Regions from separate parts of the Mus musculus genome. Here regions 1, 3 and 4 are each linked to region 2. The links are chromatin contacts, called in public HiChIP or PLAC-seq and promoter capture Hi-C maps. All regions are on one chromosome and are shown on one strand. The core of a region is the stretch at or near the end of the contact, and the rest is flanking DNA. Distances in the headings are between cores, read along the strand shown.

The links. Promoter capture Hi-C pulls out the DNA fragments that hold promoters and counts their contacts. HiChIP or PLAC-seq counts read pairs in DNA pulled down with a chosen protein or histone mark.
Region 1: a contact with region 2 is called in a promoter capture Hi-C map of pre-B cells, with 4 times the contacts expected there. The contact joins the promoter of Stau1 here to the promoter of Spata2 in region 2. A contact is called at or near these places in 3 of 39 promoter capture datasets (liver, pre-B cells and second pharyngeal arch cranial neural crest), 5 of 115 datasets of contacts at active chromatin or transcription factors (bone marrow-derived macrophages, extraembryonic endoderm stem cells, large pre-B cells and 2 more) and 1 of 9 other capture datasets (liver).
Region 3: an H3K4me3 HiChIP or PLAC-seq map of bone marrow-derived macrophages shows a contact between it and region 2, with 4 times the contacts expected there. The contact joins the enhancer-like site here to the promoter of Spata2 in region 2. A contact is called at or near these places in 2 of 484 Hi-C or Micro-C datasets (memory CD8 T cells and regulatory T cells), 12 of 115 datasets of contacts at active chromatin or transcription factors (the SCID.adh cell line, acute myeloid leukemia, astrocytes and 6 more) and 2 of 9 other capture datasets (embryonic stem cells and liver).
Region 4: an H3K27ac HiChIP or PLAC-seq map of microglia shows a contact between it and region 2, with 4 times the contacts expected there. The contact joins the enhancer-like site here to the promoter of Spata2 in region 2. A contact is called at or near these places in 1 of 115 datasets of contacts at active chromatin or transcription factors (microglia) and 1 of 9 other capture datasets (adipose tissue).

What each region holds. Positions count from the first base shown.
Region 1 is chr2:166,994,904-166,997,603 of GRCm38.p6, reverse strand. It overlaps Stau1 (staufen double-stranded RNA binding protein 1), which reads left to right and starts at 1,305. Exons shown (of 12, transcript NM_001109906.2): 1 at 1,305-1,570.
Region 2 is chr2:167,491,585-167,494,284 of GRCm38.p6, reverse strand. It overlaps Spata2 (spermatogenesis associated 2), which reads left to right and starts at 1,411. Exons shown (of 3, transcript NM_170756.2): 1 at 1,411-1,526. It also overlaps a transcript of Rnf114 not described here.
Region 3 is chr2:167,100,396-167,103,095 of GRCm38.p6, reverse strand. Kcnb1 (potassium voltage gated channel, Shab-related subfamily, member 1) reads left to right here. Exons shown (of 2, transcript NM_008420.4): 2 at 1-2,700. Among named protein-coding and RNA genes, the nearest start is that of Gm39984, 23 kb to the right of the region's middle. Within about 2 kb of position 1,390, at least 115 of the 459 cell types and tissues checked have an H3K27ac peak or open chromatin away from gene starts, as enhancers often do. A contact at or near this core is called in the SCID.adh cell line, bone marrow-derived macrophages, memory CD8 T cells and 3 more, where this site is marked.
Region 4 is chr2:167,958,194-167,960,893 of GRCm38.p6, reverse strand. All of the region lies in intron 1 of Ptpn1 (protein tyrosine phosphatase, non-receptor type 1), which reads right to left. Among named protein-coding and RNA genes, the nearest start is that of Ptpn1, 27 kb to the right of the region's middle. Within about 2 kb of position 1,358, at least 174 of the 459 cell types and tissues checked have an H3K27ac peak or open chromatin away from gene starts, as enhancers often do. A contact at or near this core is called in adipose tissue and microglia, where this site is marked.

The DNA.
Region 1 (2,700 bases), core at 56-2,555, 500 kb after region 2:
GGGTTTTACAAAAAGCAAACTAAGAAGACTTAATTCAGATAAAGGCGCCCCCCAGTGTCTCTGCAAGTCAGAGGAGGGTCTTTTTAGCTACAGCAGACGTCATCATGAATTCATGCAAAGTCAGCCACAGTGCCTTGGCAAGGAGACTGGGCTGTTAGGCATGCTATTTTTATTTATTTATTTGTTTGTTTGTTTGTGTTTCCAGACACCACCAACTGGCTAGGTTTTTTTTTTTTTCCCCTTTTGGGGTAGGGATGGAACCCGGAGTCTTGGGTATCTAGCTATGATGTTTACCTAGGTGCATCAACCACAGGCACCACTTAAAATAAGCCCAGAGGGGGGCTACAGAGATGGCTCAGCGGTTAAGAGCACTGACTGCTCTTCTAAAGGTCCTGAGTTCAATTCCCAGCAACCACATGGTGGCTCACAACCATCCATAATGAGATCTGATGCCCTCTTCACAATGTACTTACAAATAATAATAAATAAATCTTAAAAAAAAAAAAAGCCCAGAGGATGCCAGCGACTCAGCTCCCACAACCTCCGGTAAGGACCCCATCTAATTCTAAAGACCTGTCTCCCCCGCTACATAAAAGGGTTGCTACATAAAAGGGTTGCTATAGGGCTGGAGAGATAGGTGGCTAACAGTTAAGAACACTTGAAGAGGATCTACCTCACAACTGCCTGAAACTCCTACACCAGGCAGGCAACGCCAGCACTGGACTCCGTGGATGCCTGAACTCAAAACACCAAGGCAAGAAAACCCAAGCTATAAGACTAGTGAAGATGGAGCTGAGCGGTAGAAGTTTGCTTCAATCCCCAGGACTACACTAAACAAGCCCACACCAGCCTCTTGTCCACAGAACCACACTCAGTTTAGAGCTGCGGGAAAGGAACCAGACAGCACTTGTGCTTGTCTGTTTTCGGCTCAGACTTCATTTACTCTGACTTCCCCAGTAAACTCCATAAGGGCAGGGACTTGTGCATTCTCACTGTATTCTCAGCTTTCGGTCTTGCACGCAGCAGCAGGTTAACAAAAGTTAGCGTAGGGAAAAAGGGGTGACTGTAGGAAGGGAACAGAAAGCCTAGAAAAGAAAGGAAGCGAGGCCTGTATTCCCTGCCGAGACCGAGCTCCTGGGAAACTACAACTCCCAACATGCCTCGGACCCAGCGCAGCCGTGCCCGGCCCTTGTGGGCCTTGCGTGCCTAGAGAGCGCATGCGGGACGCGGCGCCCGCTGGGACTTGTGGTTCCTGCCGCGGTGTGTAGGGGGTGGGGCCGGCATGGAGGCGGGCGGGGGCCGGGGGCGGGCGCGGCCCCTCCCCCGTCACTTCCTGCCAGGCTGCGGGCCCCGAGCCGCTCTTCAGCGTTTGCGCTGGCTGTCGTCGCGTCTGTGTGCGCTCCCCCTTCTTCTGAGCCCCGGCCTGGCGGCGCCCGCCTTCGCCTCCGCCACTCCGCCTCTTCCCTCCTCTGGTCGGTCCCTTTTTCCTCGCCGTCTTCACTTGCTTCTTCACCTCCTCGCCGCCGCCCAAGACCGCCGGCCCCGGGACGAGCTCTGGGGAAGCAGCCAGGTAAGGCGGCCGGTCCGGGCCGGGTCGGAGCGGGTCGCGGAAGGACCCACGCAGGCACGGCGTCAGCGGGAGGTGGGCGGCGGGTGGGCTAGGCCTTGCGGGCGCGCGAGCCGCGGCCCAGGCCCGTCTCCGCCTGCGGGGCCTTCCCGGAGGAGGCGGGCCCTCCGCGCCGCTCGTGGGCCCTGTGCCGGAGTTAACGCGGGGGGCGCGGGCGGGCAGGGGCAGCGTCGGTCCGGAGGCCCCCCGGGTTTCGGTGCTATGCACAGTGTCGCGGCCAGTGCCGAGCCGCGGGATGAGGTGCCAATTCCCGGCTCGGCCCCCTTCGTCAGTCACTTCGTATTCTTTGTGTCTCTGTTATGAGGGGGAGAAGGAGGGGGAATAGTATTAATCCTGTCCCAACCCGGTCCCTGCCTCTTCAGGCTGTGAAGTTGTGCAGTGAAATGGGGCGTGTAAAGTGCTTATCAGTGTGCCAGACCCACGTCGTGTCCCAATAAGCCGTTTGCATAATTTATTAAGATGATATGAAGGTATAATTTAGGGTGCAGACGGAACATAAGTTGACCTTCCTTTCCACTAGGGTTTTCTCCGAGGCAGAAGAATCCCGCGTGCCCACTGGCAGTGCCTGAGCATTGTGCTCGCTTGGCACCAGAGAGGGGCGGGCGCTTAATGGGGACACTGTAGCAGACAGGGTATGGATGTAAAGCCATCATCATGTCTGTGAAACCAGCTGTAGGGACTTCACCGGCTCCCCTAGGCTCCGCACCCTGTCCCATGTCTCCCTGCCACCATCCAGAACCTTATTGCCATTCCTTTTTATGAGAAAGTTGCTGGCATAAGCTTCTCTTGGGTTTAGCAGACCTTTTTGGAGCCTTCTTGTGTGTCAGGCTCTGGAGGTGGAGTATGCAAAGATTCGAAAACCGTGGTTTCCTGGTTCGCATCTGTAGCTCTTAACTTTCTTTAGCTGAGGCCCTCCCTAGTTATCAGTTTCTCTTAAGCTCTGGCCTCACCTCCCTACTTATGGGCGAAGCTTTTATTTTGTTCCGTTTTGCGTTTTGCCCATTGTATTGTATGCCTTTTTTAAGGTCACTGTTTTCAATTGCTTGTAGCTGTAATAATTCTGTTTGCTTGCT
Region 2 (2,700 bases), core at 162-2,661:
AAGAGCAGTCATTGCTCTTAACCACTGAGCCATCTCTCCGGCCAACTAAGCAGTTTCTTTTCTTTTCTTTTCTTTTTTTTTTTTTCTTTTTGGTTTTTTTGAGACAGGGTTTCTCTGTATAGCCGTGGCTGTCCTGGAACTCACTCTGTAGACCAGGCTGGCCTCGAACTCAGAGATCTGCCTGCCTCTGCCTCCCAAGTGCTGGGATTAAAGGCATGCACCACCACTGCCTGGCTAGCAGTTTCTATGTAATTCATTCTGGCTACATCTCACCAGGGAGCTGGTATTATTATTGTTGTTGTTGCTATTGCTTTTAGCAGGTATTATGATGCAGGTCAGAGACTAAGTGGCAAGATCAAGGACACACTGCTAGTAGCCAGTTAAGTCCACACTGGGTGTCTCCCCACCCTCTTTTTTTCCTTGTTTGGAATGGAACCCAGGAAATACACACAATCTAGACAAGGGTTCTAGGACTGGGCTGCAGCTCCAACCTTTTATTTATTTATTTATTTTTTTGAGGGAGGAGCTCGATAAGTTACTCACCCTAGCTTTAAACTCACACTCCTCCTGACTCAGCTTTCCAAATAGTTAGGATTACAGAACCACACAGTGAGGTCGTCTATGAATTAATAGGAATCTACTATTTCCATTAATAATAATAATGCCCAGTTATTACTTGAGAAAGAGTTTCCCTATGTAGCAATTTCCTTTTACCTATATGAGCATGTTGCCTGAATCTACCTATGTGCATCACGTACATGCCAGATAACCGTGGAGGTGAGAGGTCAGATCCGCTGGTACTGGTGTTAATGGATGGTTGTAACCCGCCACGTGGGTGCTGGGAACGGAACCCAGGTACTCTGCAAGCAACAAGTGCAAACTGCAGAGCCCTCTCCTAAGCCTTTTTGACCCCGCCACCCCACCCCACCGGCATCCTTAACCTCCATAGCCAGCAGTAACACCCAAGGCCCTCTCCAGTCTCGCATGACCTCCGTCGTTCCTTCATTGAAATGGGATCGCAGGTCTTCCTGTCAGTCCGGGCTCTCCAGCACTGTCCTGACCAAGGGGAAGTTGATGAGGTGAAAAAAAACCCCAAGAAAACAAAAACCAATCTCCCCGCTCGCTCAGCAACCTGTTTCCATGACAACCCGGCCAGCCAGCGTCGGTGAAGCTCCGCGCGTCACTTCCAGTTAATTTGCTTCCGGGTTCCGCTCGTGCCTCCCCGCGGTCCCTAGGAGTGAGGTCCGGTTCTACGGAGAAGCGCTTGCCCTCCGCCTACTGCCGCCGCCTCTCCGTTCCTCGCGTACACCAGCTCGCCACAGGCTTCCGCCGCTCACGCCTGGGCCCAGCGCGCAGCCGCGATCCAGCCTTCCTCAGGGCCCGCCTTCGTGCGTCACTTCCGGAACAAATACTTCCGGGCTGCTTTTGCCCCCGGTACTGTTCTCGGTTCCCGGAGCCGGCGGGAGCGGCCGGGCCGTGTGGGCCTGTGCTTTGGAGGCGCTCGCTTTCCTGGCAGGCAGCGGTGGGTGAGTGCGGGTGGGGCAGGAGGGTGGACCCCTGCGCGCGCTGTCACCGGCCAGGCCCTCGGCTCTGTCCCGCGGCCGCGGCGGCTCCGGGCGGCTGGTCGCAGCACTGGCTCCCCGGTGATGGCACACGCGCCCCCGGCGCCCCCGGCGCCCCCGGGGGCAGGCACCGCGCTATGGCTCTCAGTAGGGAGGGGAGGCTGATCTAGCTTTGGATTTACCGAGTGACCTTGGCTGAGTCGCTCTGCTTCGGGATCCTTGGTCTCCCGGTCTATGGAGGAGGGACGCGGCGGCCTTCCGGGCCCGCGGTGGGCGTGGAAAGAGGACCCGGGTGTTGCACGGTGTCGGGGTGCAGCAGCGATGTTATGACAGGTCCCGGTATTTCAGTGACAGACGGAGGGGCGTTTGCGAGAGCTTGCCCAGTTTGTGCGATGCCCTGGGTTCTGACCCTAGTCCCCAGCACCACCGACAAAAGACACCACCAGTGGGAACTCCTTCCTTTGAGCTTGGGCGTTTTCCCCGCTGCCATGTCGGTCAGAGGAAGACGGCTCGCAGAGCTTGGAGTAGCCGCCACAGGTTTACATTCCCTGTAGAGAGGGGACTTGGCTCCCTTCAGAACCGAGAGAGGCTCTCCGGGGAGGGAAGCCAGGCTCCAGCACAGCCAAGGTTGTTTTCAGAGCTTTGGAAGGCCCCGGTGGCAGTGTTTCTGTAGGCTAGTAGGGGTGTAGGGCCCTTGTATTGTTTTACAGCCAGTAGGAGATGCCAGGGGTGGATCTGGGAGCCTCTTGCTTAGAATGAATGCATAGAGGTTGGGAGGAGGGAACGGTGGTAGAGCCACATCCCTGATCCTGTGTGGAGACTGAAGCTGGATCAGGGATGTGTAAACATGTAGTTGGAGAACTGGGACCCAAATAGCATGTGCCAGTATAGAGAGGGAATGCATTTCAGCGTTGCCACGGGGCTTATTTTTCTTGAGTGGGCCAGCAAAGATAAAGGTGAACCATTGCTCTCCTTCCCGGATTATTTTGGTTCTGTTTAGCTGAATTTTAAATGCGTTCAGCTTTCCACACTGGGTCCTGGCGACTGTGCGCCAGCCTCGTCTTCACTGAATTGCTTTACAAAGGGGCCCAGATAAGTGCAGGAGGTGCCACCCAGAGCCGATGGCACTAAGCATCCT
Region 3 (2,700 bases), core at 141-2,640, 390 kb after region 2:
GAAGGGCGCAGCAAGAGTTGGGTGTCGGGTGTTGTACCGCTCTTTCTTGTCAACCGGCCATTGTGTGTTCTATGTTACTGTCTGTCCCAAAAGCCCGACGCTCCTCCCTGAGGCCATCTAGGCAGACGGCACAGCCAAAAGCAATAAGTACCCATGTGTATCCCTCGAGGTTCCCGTGCACTTCCTGGTGTCAGTCTTCCTGTCCAAGCGTTGACCTGGCGTCGTCCCGCCTGCTTGTGACCCAGTGGCACAGTATTGTTGGCCCTTCCTCAGTGACACCAGTCTGCGCAAATGCTCTAGTTACGGCGATGTTGTTGGTCAGCCTGTCTCTGGTACAATAGGGCAATGTGGTTTTCTTACTATAGTGTGAGTGGGTAATGTCCCAAATGCTGTAGTGTCCTCCTCCCTGTCCTCAGAACAGTGACGGGCATGTCTTCCTGATGAAGCAAAGACAATAATGGTCACCTGTCCTCAGTATCGTGTGTGGCTGGTCGGCCCAGCAGTCCGATGGCATGATCCACCCGTCAGCACACGTAGCACATCACGATCTTCTGCCTTCTCTTGTTTCCATAGCTGCGGTCAGGCCACCTGTCCCAGGTAGGATGCTAAAGGCTCATCCCACCACCCTTAAACAAAGTGTTCATGACGCTTCTCAGCATCTCCAAAGACCTGGGTCCCCCCTCCCTCCAGAGGGCACAGCTTGGTATTTTGCTGTTTTCATGAAGAAAATAAGAAGTTGACTCTGCCTCACCATCCGTCCTCAGAGCTTTCTCAAAACAGGAGCAAAGGGGCTGAGACAGTGCCGGGTCACGTGCACCAGCGGCATCCTGGAGACAGGAAGCAGGGGGGCGGGGCTCCACGGCCCCCTGCTGAGCTCTGCCTGGCGCTGGGGCCTGTGTGTGACCGGTGATCGATGATCGTGGGACCTTTCTGCTGACCATCTTCCATGTCTGTCTTTTGTGTTGCTCATAAGTCACCCATCAGCACAAATGTGAAAATTCAGGGAAACAAACAAATGCTTTTTGATAAAAAGTAAATAGTTGTGATTTCCGATTCAGATATTTTTAGAGCTATCTGTAAAAAAAAAAAAACCTCCTACTGATGATATAGTCTATTTTACATATCAGGAAGTAAACACGTCTTAACATAGCCATAAATAGCCAGAAGGAAGTTACCGCCCCCCTTCTTTAAACCAAGGCATTTCATTGGTTGGTTAAGCCGACGGCGGGTGTACAGTGTAGAAATGATTGCTTTCTTTTTTAAGAACCACTTGGTGCGACTTTTCTTGTAACCAAAGGCCCTTTCTGCCTTGTGTAGGACCTGGCTGTCCCTCCCTCTTGTGTTTTGTCTGACTTTAAAGTAGCATTATACCGAGAAAATGATGAATCCAGAATACCTTTCCTAGCTGCATAGGCAGAGTCTGACAGAACTCCTATAGAGACAACCATCAAAACAGTATAGACGAAGCAAAAGAAGAGTTTTCCATTTTGGTTTTTGTTGGCGTTTTTTTTTTTTTTCCTTTCACTTATATTTGTGTGAACTGTGGGAATATAGCTTCCCCCACACAAGTGTAACTCAAGTTAGAATATTATAAATTTTTCTACCAACCCTCCATGGGCTAAAAAGGAACACAGAGTCTCAGGCCGCATGTACCTGACCCGGGTACATGTGTTTACACGCACTGGGAAATCTTGGGTTGCCAAGATGAAGATGAATCTGACAGATGGGTCTCAGCAGTGAAGACAAGAGCCAGGGGATGGGGACAGAGGCCACTTGAACATGGTGGTCCACCTGGCCTGACCCAACCAGAGCAAAAGGAAGTGAGATACCCAAATAACTCCAGGGGCTGGAGGCGGAGATCTCCCGGTCCGGTTATGAAATCAACAGGACTATCAAAAAGCCAGCTGAATCGGAGTCCCAGCATCCACCACGTCATCAGAAAAGGCCAGGCGTCGGACTGCTGTGCGCACCTGTCGCACCGGGAAAGCCTTACTGTGGACAAGGTGAGGACAAGCCAGTTCTTTTGCCTTTTCATTTTTGGATGTTTCCAAAGCAGCAGATCTGGGGCAACAGATCTCTCTCTGGTATTCTACCTTAAGCACATTTAGATGAGAGAGAGAGTAAAGGAGGAGAGAATATTTGTCATCGAGGAGAGAGGAAACGCCAAAGTAATGAGGAAGCCACCCTTAACCTGCTCCACTCACCCTGACAGTTGCTGGGAATAGGAGCTCTTTTTCCTCCCAAGTCTCACCTTCTCTTCATCTCCTCTGTGTTCTGTAGCTGCAGCCTTGTCTCTGTCCCTTCTCCCGAGAAGATCCACATCTCTAAGGAGGAAACAAGACGCAACAGCATCCTCTTCTATACAACTGTAATGTATTGTCAATATTTATAATTATGTATTTGTCTGACTCTGGTCATGGCTGGAATGTCTAGTCCTTGAACAAGGACATATTTAAAGTTCATCACAGAAAAGGGTCCCTAAAGCCAGGTATCTCTATATAGATAGGTAGGTATAGATATATAAATAGATCTCTTTTCCTTGTTTCTCTGCCAACTTTGTCTCGAGTAAAATAACCACAGCCTGCACTGAATCAAAGGGGGATGGGTACACAGAAAAGCTTCTAGAACATCCTCGTTTGGAGACAGACTTTGTGTATGTGTATCTGACAGGTTGGCAGGAGGAAGATGGGGGCTCCGAGG
Region 4 (2,700 bases), core at 109-2,608, 470 kb before region 2:
AGGGCAGGCCCTCAACATAACCTGCGACTGACCGAAAGGCTGATGCTAATACCGTAAGTATACAGCTTTTGACTCTATCCCAGCATGCTTCCCGGCACAGGGTGGAAGTGCCCCAGAGGGAACATGCATCCGAGAACACCCATCAAGCCCATCCTAACTGCTGCAGAACGCACACTCCTGGGGCCTGGTTTGGCTTCTGCAATTGTCGCACACAACCTCCTGACAAGATAATACCAAACTGGTTACTAAAACAGATCCTGAAGCAGAGAATGGAGAACAGCTACCGCACTGACTGTTATTTCCAATATCCAGCCCCCACCCAGGCTCATGCAAGCAACACTGGGAATTCAGGGACCACAAAAAACAAAAGCAAAACAATCCCCACAACATGGAAACAGGAGGGTGTCTTACTGGGAGGAGGAGGGGCTTCCAGGCAGCACTGAGAGGTCAAAGTGACCAACATATGTAATACATCCGTGTGAAGTTGTTGATAAATGAAAAACAAAAACCCCACATGTAAGTAGAATTCGGGGACTAGCAAGTTCCTCTCACTGGCCAGTCTCGACTCCTCTCTAAATGGCATCTGAGTTGAGGGGCTGGCGTGTTACTTGATAGTGTGGGAAAATACTGATTCTCAGATAGTCAGCTGAGAGACTGAAGGAAGGAAGGGCAGATAGACCGGGCAGTGGGGGCTGAGAGGCAAGCACTTCCTGGAACCCAGGCGCAGCCATGGCTGAGAGCACACACGCTTGTCTCTGGCTCACCTAAGATGCTGTGTGTAAGCACCTCAGAGTGGTGAGTGCACAGCAGATTTTATTAACCGGGTCTAACTACAAAGGAGAAAGAAAAATTTTGTGGAGCAAAGAACAATCAGAATAGATAGATCACCAGAGGCTGTCTTTGAATGGAAAACAATACTTCATTCTTTGTATCTTGCTTTGTTTTGTTTGAGACAGGTACTTACATATTACATAGCCTAGGCTAGCCTCCAACTCCCTATGAAGCTGAGGATGACCTTGAACTAATAATCCCAGCAGACAAGCGCTGGGAGTCTGCACAAGCACACCTGGTTTACTGAATAACTACAGGGGCAAAATACCCAGGCTGCAGCTGCAGTCACAGAGAGGAACAGAGGTGTGGGTGTGGGCGGTGGTGATATGGCTTCAGAGAAGCAGCAGTTTCGGAGAGGCTCCCAGAGTGGACTCCAGGGCTTCAGCACTGTGCTGCTAACAGTCCTCCTGCTTGTACAGCTGCTCAAAACACCTAACCCTTAAAAATACCAAAGTGACCTCTGTCACTGCTGATGACCTCAAGCCATTTACAAGAACAAGCCACTTACATAATTATGTTAACAATGACTTTTGGTCCCTAAGGACTGATGTGGTTTTAGCACTGAGAATAACAGCTTTGAGAGGCTGAACTGGCTGGGGGTGGGAGCGTGGATATGAATGAATGGCTTCACACTGGTGAAGTGACCCTGGCCCACACTGCATTTAGAAGCAGCATTCTGAGTTCAGTGTGGCAGGCCAGAGCGTCGGGCTGCCGCTCACCTTACACAGATTACACGGGTAACTAGGATGACACACTCGCAGTTAGACTTGCAAGTGTCCCTGGCTTTGACCCTAATTTTTACAGCCCTTGATAAAGACATCACTTACATTTTCTGTTAAATGTCATGAATTCCACCTTGGGCAGAAATCAATAGGGAGAAAATGAATCAGACTTACAGTAATTGATGTCAATCAAACATATTGGAACCAGTGTCTACTAAAATGCTGAGAACCACAAAACTGTTCCCGTAAGAGAACTGGCTAAAAAAATCGACTTTCACTTCTGTTTTGTTTACCTTCTGCTTTCTATCAGGCCAGTAAGAACTTCACCCGGCTCTTGGCTGCCTGCCGGGGGACAGTGGGACAGTTGACTAACAAGGAATTGGCAGGCATCTGCAAGAGCAATATCTACAATTTTCCTGGCAGGAACCAGTCTGCCCACTGTGTTTCCTCCTTCCAAGGTCCCAAGGGAGAGGCCACATGAAACACCAGTGACATCCCTGATCTGAAGTGACAGTGCTCTCCTTCCGCAATGGATGGATGCTCCCTGCATACTTAGCAGTGTGAACGAGCAGAAAACAGCTCACTAAAACACAACAATGTTGGTCAAGATTTTCCCAAGTCCCTGGAAAGCTGTGTGAGGCTCTGCTAACCAGAACCAAGAAAAAGGCATATGAGATACTCACTGGCCACCTTCTTCTAGAGGCCACATGCTTTCCTACCTGATGTGAGAGACCAAGGATGAAGGAGGCACAGAGATGAAGGCATGATAGCACTGGAAGGAATGGATTTGTGAAACCACAAAAATGAAGTCACAGGCTGGAGAGATGGCTCAGGGGTTAAGAGCACTGACTGCTACTCCAGAGGTCCTGAGTTCAATTCCCATCAACCACATGGTGGCTCACAGCCATCTGTAATGGGATCTGTTATCCTCTTCTGGTGTGTCTGAAGACAGCTACAGTGTACTCATATAAATAAAACAAGTAAGTCTTTAAAATAAAGTCCCAAGCTGGGACCGAGAGGCTATTCTATTCCAAGCAAGCAGGCAGGCATGAGGCTCCACACAGGCAGGCGTTCCTTCAGGCCATCCAGACGCAGCCTGGCACTGTGCCCACACCAGGAAGAGACTCTTCAGATCTCAGCTGTCAGC